Linked DNA regions of Mus musculus: region 1 is linked to region 2. Evidence: chromatin contacts called from public HiChIP or PLAC-seq data. All regions are on one chromosome and are shown on one strand. The core of a region is the stretch at or near the end of the contact, and the rest is flanking DNA. Distances in the headings are between cores, read along the strand shown. Region 1 holds the start of Gata3 (GATA binding protein 3). Region 2 has its middle 210 kb from the start of Gm30957.

Region 1 (4,611 bases), core at 544-3,043, 1.1 Mb after region 2:
GAGGGTGGAGAGCAAAAGGAAATAGAAAGAAATGCACGTATTTGGGCCTTTTCTGAAAATATAAATGGAGAAACAAAACGCAAGGCTCTGGCGAAAGACCCCTTCACCGGCTAACAAGAAGCTGGAAGTCCTTCGGGGGAGCCCAGTTCCAGGCCGGCCTGGCCCGCACTGCTGCCCGGCCTGAAAGGCTCGGCGCCTGCAGGCAGCGCTTGAGATTTCTCCCTGGCTGCAAAATCTACAACCTCGTGTGGACCAGGACTGCATTTCGGCGCTTGCCAGGTGAGTGTGCCTGGCCCCAAGGACACCGGCAAAGAGAGGTGCCTGCTACGTGCGCTCTTTTATTTAAAAAAGAAAAAAAGAAGAACTCTCCCAACCAGCGACACTGCTTCCTCGCCCATTTCCGGGCCCCCGATACTTTTTTTAAATGAACTAGTAACACACTTAGGAGCTTTGGCTTGCTCTGCCCAGCCAGGGTCTCTGGCGGTCTCGTGGACCCAGGAAAACAAACGCGGATCCAAAAGGTTCCAGCGCCAAGGTGGACTCACCGTGGTGGGTCGGAGGATACCTCTGCACCGTAGCCCTGACGGAGTTTCCGTAGTAGGACGGGACGTGGTTGCCTTGACCATCGATGTTAAAAAGTACGTCCACCTCTTCCGTCAGCGGATACTGAGCTTCCATGTACGAATGGCCGAGGCCCGGGTGGTGCGTGTCTGGGTGCTGACCGTTGAGGACCGCGGGGTGATGGTGGCTCACCCAGCGCGGCTGGTCCGCAGTCACCTCCATGTCCTCGGCTGTGCTCGCGCCCTCTCGCCCGGCCCGGAACCCTCGCGGGTAGAGGGAGGGCTGTCGGCCTGGGAGGTCCGCGGACTCCTGCCGTCGGAGGCCCAGGAGAGGGGTCGTTTAATGGTTTGTTTGCAGTTAAGGGTATAGAAAAGGAGAGCAAAAAGGAGGGTTTAGGGAGGAAAGAAAAATCTTTGCGGGATAGTTTAGCAAAAGAAAGGAAGGGAAAGAAGAAAAAGAAAAGAATGAGGGCGATCCCCCCCCCCAAAAAAAAAGCAGACACGGAGGAATAAAGGGGTCAAAAAAAAAAAAAAAAAAAGGAGGGAGAGAGGAATCCGAGTGTGACCACACTGCACACTGATTCCTTGGCGCTCAGAGACGGTTGCTCTTCCGATCACCTGCAAGGGAGAGAAAGAGAGACCTGAATGAGGTGTAAGAACTTTTAACACCTGAAATTCTGGAGGGCACTAGGTCTTCGCAAGCTTCCTGCAGGGCCGACTCACCCGGGACGTGCACACGCACGCGAAGACCCGGAGGGAAAGAAGCCAAGCTCCGCAGCACACCTCCGACAGCCAGGCTCGCAGGAGCCCAGGACTGACTAAGCAATTAAAACTTGGGGACAAGTCCTCCCTGGAGGACACCGGCCCCAGGATCTTTCCAACCACTACAAATCCTCCAAAAGGAGAAAGCTGAGCTTTTAGTTTACAAAAAACCAAACAAACAAACCCCCAAACACACACACACAAACAGTCCCTCCAAGAGGAGGGAGTGATATCAAACTTAAAAAAAAAAAAAAAGTCACAAGTCACAATACCAACCTGAGTAGCAAGGAGCGTAGAGGAGGAGGAGGAGGCGTGTGACCTGCCCGGTCAGATTGCGTAGCTCTCTATGTCTCGCTCTCTCAGTCTCTCTCTCTTTCTCCTCTCCCTCTCTCAGTATTTTTTTTTTACAGGGAATGCATTCTTTCTGAAACTATCAAGACGGCGCCAGGCAGCTCAGTGTTCGCAGACAGCTGTGGCGCGACGCAACTTAAGGAGGTTCTAGTGTCATCCGCGCCGAGGGGGAGGAGCCTGGCGCTGGCAGGAGGGGACACGATCCTCAGCACAAGGAAACTGCAACCCAAACCCGCTCCAGGACTTCACCTCCACCCCCATCCCATCCCCCCCACCCACCCCGGCACACCGCCGCCCCTCCTCCCGCCCCTCTACTGACCGGAAAGGGGCGCCGCCAAGGGCCGCCTAGGGCAGAGGGGCCGCGGGCAGGGTGGGCGAGGCCCGCCCGGGCTTGGGGCAGAGGGGACAGGCAGGAGGGAATTCGCTCTCTGGCCCTTTAAATGTAGCAAAGCCGATTCATTCGGGCTCAGTAGATTATTCCGTACGAGTGAAACCCGGCTGCCCCATTCATAAAGCTAATTTCCATAAGCAGACTTTTCGATACTTTTTTAAAAATGAGCAAACTTTTAAATTAGGATTCAAGCCAGAACGTTTTTCAGTTTATATCAGCTTAGGGGCTATGTGCATGTAAAACAGATTAGAAAAGTTTCATGGCGAAGTAACTGAAGATTTGCCTCCGAACCAGCTTTCCGGGAGGCTGCTGAATCGCGCGGAGGACCTGGGCTTTGATTCGGACGCCCGCGTTATTGTTATGGTCTCTGCTTGCTTTCCCAAACCTCTCCAGAACGAACAGCGTCAGCTGTTGCAGCTGTCTTTTTCGGATCTAATGATATCATCAATGTGTGCTTTTGACCTTAGTGACAACGCGATGCATAAAAAGCTGGCTTAGCGAGACCTAGGCTCACTGGTCCCCGAAGTACCGTGTACAACTAACTTGATCTTTGCTGCGATAGCCTAACTTTTCTCTTCGCCTAGCTCGGGGTGCTACTTTATTCTGCTTTCACCCGAGGAAAACGGTCCCCTCTATAATATCCAACCCTGACCTCCGGGGTGGACCCAGCCGCAACTTCCCTGGACATTTTGGGTCTCTGGGACAGGGTCTGGTGGGAGGGCCGCAAGCTGACACAGGAGAGAGGCTGGAAGACGCCCAGTAGAGAGGCTGGGCGGACGAGGGCGGGGCCATTTGTAAGGACCAATCATCGGGAGATACCACGACCGGGCCGCAGTCGCCCCGCCCCACGGGCTCCAACCTCTGCGGCCCTGTTCCGTCCTTTGAGTCACTGCATCCCCTAGTGGCGTTGAGGTTTCTGCAGCCTGGGTCCAGAAAACACTGCCCGGATGAGCAAGGTCCGAAAGAGACTTCGGGTGCACCCCAGGGCAGTGTAAGAGGTGTTCCCATTCCACCCTCCAGGGCAGAGAGCTTGGCTTTAGAGGGTTACTGGAACTGAAGGCGTCATCCCCTCTTCATTTCTTTACCCCATAATATTTCCCACTTATTCAAAACTTGGATTCCCGACAAGCCCTTTCTTAAAAGTTCCAAGTAACTTCTTCTATTCTACTGTGGAGAAAAGCCATCAATATCTACCTTGAAGCCAGTGGAGTGCGGGGAGAGGGAAGGTGCGTTCTTTTTACAATACAACCCTTGAAGAAGACAAAATTTATTTAGAAATGTGCCCTGCGGGCTTGGGTTTGGAGCTTCTCCTGACACCCCCCCCCCTTTTACATCTGATCTTTGACTGAAATCAAGGCTGAATTTCTAAATACAAATTACGAAGATACCTTTTTTTTAAAAACGAGTCTTCCCTCCCTTCTGAGTTCACCCTGCACCCCTTGGTCCCACGTTTATGAGGGCGGCCCAGTCTTAGAATATCGATTTTTTTACTTTCACTCTTTGACCAACCCATCTCTCCTGGGCCAATCAAGCTGCCAGCATCTCTTCCAGCTCACGGCGCTCTCAAAACCTTTTAATTATTTAGTTGCTGTCTAACATTCACCGGAAACCATTCCATAAACAAGCAGAGAAGACCGCACACACATTTTTGCTAAAAGGCCCGGGATTAAGATCTAGAATGAGAGTTTAAAAGGGAAAAATACTATTGCTGTATCACTCATGAGTTGTATAAGGCATCAGTCAGCCAGTCCCTAGTTCACAGCTTCGAGAAAAGTCTCGAGTAAGCATATCTCTTTGGTCCCGGGCACCGAGATGTAGATGATAATAATAATAATTTTTTTAATGCGCAAAAGAAATCCTTCTGGAGACAAGAAAGAAAGCTGCTGACGCCAAGAACTGAACATGTTAGTCTATACGGCTTAGAACGTATTTTTAAAGACTGAAAAAGAATATACTTCTGAAAAGGATGGCTTCCCTAGTAGGGGCGCCTCTCTAATAGATGTAGTAGTGGGGATGGAGAGGATTATTCGTCTTAATTCAATCACCAGAGGAGCTAGACTGGATGCAAAGACACTCCCCTCCCTTGGAAAAACAAAATATCTAATAGGCCCCTCCAGGTCTGAGGTAGTTTAGGGTTGGCAGAGAGGGGTAGGGGGCCTGAGGCTAGGCGCCCCGGGCACTGGATCCAGCCTGTAGGGGGTATTTAACATGTAATTCCCAGCCGGTCCGCCCCTGTTCCCGGACTGACAGTGGGTAATTGGGAAAGAGGACGTTGCTCTTTTGATGGCCCGCGCCGGCCAGTCTCGCCGACGCCACACTGGGTTTGACGTCACGGGCCGGCCCCAGAGTCAGAAACACAGAGCAGGGGAGGGGGAGGGAAAAAGAGAGGAGGGGGATACCGGAGAGGGAGGGCCGAGGTCGGCTCCGAGACCCACCGGGAAGAAGGGGGAAGGGATCGAGTCCGGAGAGGCTGCGGCGCGTGGCCTGAGGCGGAGAGCTGGACTCCGGGGGTCTGGGCCAGGACAGGCGCCGGTCTGACCCGCCTTG
Region 2 (4,764 bases), core at 2,111-4,610:
TTATTATTATTTTCTTTTCTTTATACTCCAGATTTTATTCCCCTCCCGGTCCACCCTCTAACTGTTCCACATCCCATACCTCCTCCTTGCACCTCTGTCTCCATGAGAATATCCCCATCCCAGCCATCAGACCTCTAAACTTCCCGGGGCCTCCAGTCTCTTGAGGGTTAGGTGCATCTTCTCTGAGTGAACCCAGAGACGGCAGTCCTCCACTGTTTATATGTTGGGGACCCCATATCATCTGGTGTCTGAGAGACCTTGGGGGTCTGGGTTAATTGAGACTGCTGGTCCTCCTACAGGGTCCCCCTCCTCAGTTTCTTCCAGCTTTTCTCTAATTCAACCACAGGGGTCAGCAGCTCAGAAGAGGTAACTTATAGTGCCCACCTCCAGCAGAAAGACAGGGCATCAAGGGAGAGATGGGGTTGCTATTCCAAAGTTAAAACTCCGACCTATAATTGTTCCTGTCTGAAAGAACTGCAGGGATGGAAATGGAGAGAAGCCTGAGGAAAAGAAGGTCCATGGACAGGCCCAAAGTGAGATACAGCTCAAGGGAAGGCCCCAAGGCCTGACACTATTACTGAGGCTATGGAGCGCTCACAAATCGGGACCTAGCATGTCTGCCCTCTGAAAGACCCAAAAAGTGCCGGAAAGAGTCAAATGCAGATATTGTCACACATACAATGGACTGACTTAGCCTTTAAAGGCCTTGAAATGTGTATTCAGAGTCCATTGGACCTGATTATCTATGTGTGACTCCAATCCGTACTTACTTTTCTTCTAACTCAAAGGGTTTGATTGCAGAACCAGCAAAGACAGAACTTTCTATCACAGTGTATATTCCCCTATAGGAGAGCACAAAAATGCCATACAGAGTCTGTGAATTTATTTGTCGTATACTTTGGGTACAACTTAATTTAAAAGCATTGGAAATGAAGCAAGTGTACACGGGGCCAATATTCTTTATTTGGAATATGTATCTATGTACAAATATACACCCTTGAGTTCTGATAACACAGTGTCATGTTTCAGACTTGGGTTTAGGTTTACTTGGTGTTGTGGCCTGATGAACAGATGATTCTTGGCTTCTAAGAAATTGAAAGATTTTAAGAATTGGAAGAGAGGAAGAGACCCATGAAATAAATTTGCTGGGGATGGAAAGATGAGGTGGTTCAGTGGTAAAGAGCACTATTTGCTGTTCCAGAGGACCTAGGTTCAACTCCCAGCTCCCACATGGAAACTTAAAAAGTTTCCTAAGGAAACCCGACACACACATGGTATACAGACACACATGTAGGCAGAACATCTATTACATAAAATAAAGGTTAAAAGCATTGAAACAGAAAGAGAAAAGAAATGAGACCTTCTGATTAAGATATGGCTGACATAATCAGAAATACATAACAGCTATGGCTCCCAGCACATGATAGGCATTTTTACAGAGCTCAGTTGTACTAAGAATTTTCTGACCTTGAGAATATTTGCAGGAAAGTGCTTAGTTAGCAAATTCAGGAGACCTACTTTCCTCTTGCCACTCTTCCATAAAAGTCAGCGTGCTTGAGTGTGACACACTGTTTTGACTTCCTTAGCTGAATTAATTCAGGTATAAGCCAACGTCTCAAGGTGTTTTCCCATTTAAGACTACAACTTAGCATTTGTTTCATAATCAGTAAATGAGTTTGATCTTAGAGTTTATGATTCAAAGCTATTTTTTCTCTAAACTTCAATACTGTTAAAATAACATATTTTATTCCAGCAGAAAAAACCCTGGTTGGGGAAGGTTTCCAACTGGGGCAGTGTTTTTGAGGTCTTTTCAAATAGTAAATAAGTTCACATGACTCTCACCTGTATTCTGTGGTCAGTACTTATGTTTAGTCTTCTGACTCAAGCTCACCTGCCCTTCACACTCACATTCCTATGTCTTAGACTATGCATTTTTCACACACAGATACCAAACATTTAAACAATGTACACACTAATAGTGGAGCTTGAATCGTCTTGCAAATTGTCTGTTATCTTGTTAGCTGTGAAAACACTTATTAGATTTGGAAAAGTTGTAAACATAGTACTGAATTCACTGATGATGTAAATATTACTAGTTTCTACATTATTTTAATATATCTTCAAACATATCCTTAACAAAGAGCAGGAAGAGATTTGTAAATCTGTGTCCTGGTGTTTGTCTTAAGGCTGTCAAGGTATTGCTAAAATGAATATATAAGCTTTTAGAAGCTGGATGTCTGTAAAAATAGCCAATTCTGAAACAACAAATATGATTGTGGAGCTCCATTAATGGAAAGGTTATAGAATTACCCTAAAAATTTGCAAGTGAATAACTATAACAACCATTTTAATAAAATAAAACCATTTGATAATATCTTTTAAATGCTCTATAACTTAGCTGTATAAACTTGTCTTAATTTTTTTGCAAAACAAAAATCATGAAATTTTCAAGTGATGCATTTATGAATAATAAATCTACTATATGCAAATACCAAACTGTATAGTGAAACAATTGCTCTCACAGTAAAATTACAAACTAAAATATTTTTCAGTACTGAAAATTGACACAGTGACAAAAATTATTGTCTTTGTTTTTAAACGTTCATAAATATAAAATAAAGTATCATTACAGTATTGAATTCTACATAAAAATATGGAATTTATTGAGAGACACCTCTGCCTATTCTTTCATAGCTAGGCACAGTTAAAACAATGTTATTTTATTTAATTTGTCTCCTTTAAAAAAAGGCAATCAACATCAAGCTGAATGCTTAGACAAATAATACATGGGAGAGAGACATATATAACTCAATGAAAAGAGAACAGTCAAAGGATACTATGCGAGTTTCTAATTCAGGATACTTTTAAATTTTACTGGCCATGAGTCATGGTCATGGCATAAAATCCTTCATATTAAAAAGAACACTAATAACAAGAGAATGTTAGCCAATATTACTTTCATCCTCTTTCCCTTTACAGTGATTTTTTTTTTCACACTTCAACGCCTTATTGAGTCTGTGTCATATCCTGTCTAACTGCAGGATACATTTATTTTTATTTGGTTCCTCGGAATGCAAGACTGGCAGTCAGATTTCACAGGGAAGATACGGAGTCATAACAAAGGGCTTAAAATTAGGGTGTCTTTCCCCCTATCTGGGTCGCAATTACAGATGACACTCTGTTTCCAGAACAAAATTATCTTTACTTTAATTTGATTTTGTAACAAGTTTAGAGGTTTGAAATTTTTTAAGTTCACCAGATAAAGTAACTTCTTGTGAATGGAACTCAAAAGATGAAGAGACAGATAAAGGAGTCAGGGCAGTGTCAATACAGAGAGGGTACAAATGGTACAGAGCTCAGGATGAAGCTGGAGAAGAGACAAGGAGCCTTTTCCAACTCTCACTCAGTCATATGCCCTTCTCTCTGCTTTATAATGGCCATGTCTTCTTGGTTATATGGTGATATATTTTATGTTTCAGGGGAAAAGAAGCAAAGATTTCCTTTCTGGTGAGGATTGAGCACATTTTGTTCTATTGATCACTAGAAGATGGGGAGTAAATTAGAAAAGGGGTGGCAGAGTGGTTAGGCACTAATGGTATCTTCAACCCCTGGACTTCAGGGTAGGTGAGAGAACAGCAAAGTGGGACATGGCTAGTGAAGGTTCCTGAAGAACTAGAATGTAGACTCTCTTCCTTCAGTCACTCGACTAGCTGATGGAAAGTCACAGAAATTGAGGCTCATTCAATAAAGTACTCCTCTAAGGTTTTAGAATAGAGTACAGCCATCAGGATTCTTGGAATCATGTGCTCAGCTTGGCACCATGAGGACATCAAACTGACCTGCTAAGGAAGAGCCACGTGCAGTCATACTGAATCTTCACTCTGGATTGAGTAACAAGTTTTTTTTTTTCCTTCTCTCTAAAATAAATACTGTCTGTCCTTTATAAATAGCAAGCACTGAATTTAAGCACTACTGTGCATCTTAGGATTCTTGGTAATTATATGTATTTAATGTGGTCGAAGAAATTTTATTTAAAAAAACCTCTAAATGGAAATTATTGTTAGCACAGGATGTTGAGTTCAGGTTTAAACAGCACTGTAGAGCATAAAGGTACACTGTGTTCATAATTGTTTCATTATTACAGTTTCACGGAGTCCTTCAAAGAAGGGGAGGCTGCTGCTGCTCAATTCTCCTGTAGGAAACGGAGGTTTAAGAAGTTGGCTAGTTTTCTCAAGAAGTCTTTCTCTCTCTAATACCTAGCATACTTCATATGTGTTTCTGGAATACAGTCCAGTCTTTCTTTGTTTTCTTCCTTATTTTATGTTCTATACTCTCCAAAATCCATAACTGAATATCTTGAACATCTTTAACTATTTAACTAGTTAACTTCCTGTGTCTCTAAGCTTTTCAGATGTTTGTCCAAGCAAACATGAAATCACATAGTTCATAACTTCTGTGCTTTATAAATAGTAGGCACTGTGCTTCAGTACGGAGTACATCTTAGATCTTCTTGATGAGCACATGCATTTATGTACTCCAAGAGGTTTGATTTAAGAAGAAAACCCTCAAAATAGGAATTATTGTCATCAGAACTTGTCTTTCGCAAGTAGTGATGAATGTAAAGTTGAAGGGATATATTCAGACTCGAGAAGCAACAAAGCTGTTTTTCACAGTGTAAGTCAGGCTCAGGGTAAATAATATAGGTAAATAAAAGCAAAAACTTTTGTGCTTCAGAAATTTTTAGGAAAAAATGACATGCACTTG

Evidence for each region. HiChIP or PLAC-seq counts read pairs in DNA pulled down with a chosen protein or histone mark.
Region 1: a contact with region 2 is called in an H3K27ac HiChIP or PLAC-seq map of a colorectal cancer cell line, with 12 times the contacts expected there. The contact joins the promoter of Gata3 here to the enhancer-like site in region 2. A contact is called at or near these places in 15 of 39 promoter capture datasets (the 3T3-L1 cell line, 3T3-L1-derived adipocytes, the C10 cell line and 10 more), 9 of 484 Hi-C or Micro-C datasets (3T3-L1-derived adipocytes, the HPC-7 cell line, the N1E-115 cell line and 4 more), 12 of 115 datasets of contacts at active chromatin or transcription factors (the SCID.adh cell line, T-cell acute lymphoblastic leukemia, acute myeloid leukemia and 7 more) and 1 of 9 other capture datasets (adipose tissue).

The regions. Positions count from the first base shown.
Region 1 is chr2:9,876,807-9,881,417 of GRCm38.p6, forward strand. Gata3 (GATA binding protein 3) reads right to left here and starts at 1,794. Exons shown (of 6, transcript NM_008091.3): 1 at 1,599-1,794; 2 at 546-1,178. The coding sequence starts at 783. 4930412O13Rik (RIKEN cDNA 4930412O13 gene) reads left to right here and starts at 4,440. Exons shown (of 5, transcript NR_024257.1): 1 at 4,440-4,611.
Region 2 is chr2:8,731,336-8,736,099 of GRCm38.p6, forward strand. No RefSeq gene overlaps it. Among named protein-coding and RNA genes, the nearest start is that of Gm30957, 210 kb to the right of the region's middle. Within about 2 kb of position 3,361, at least 12 of the 459 cell types and tissues checked have an H3K27ac peak or open chromatin away from gene starts, as enhancers often do. A contact at or near this core is called in the N1E-115 cell line, a colorectal cancer cell line, pancreatic cancer cells and 1 more, where this site is marked.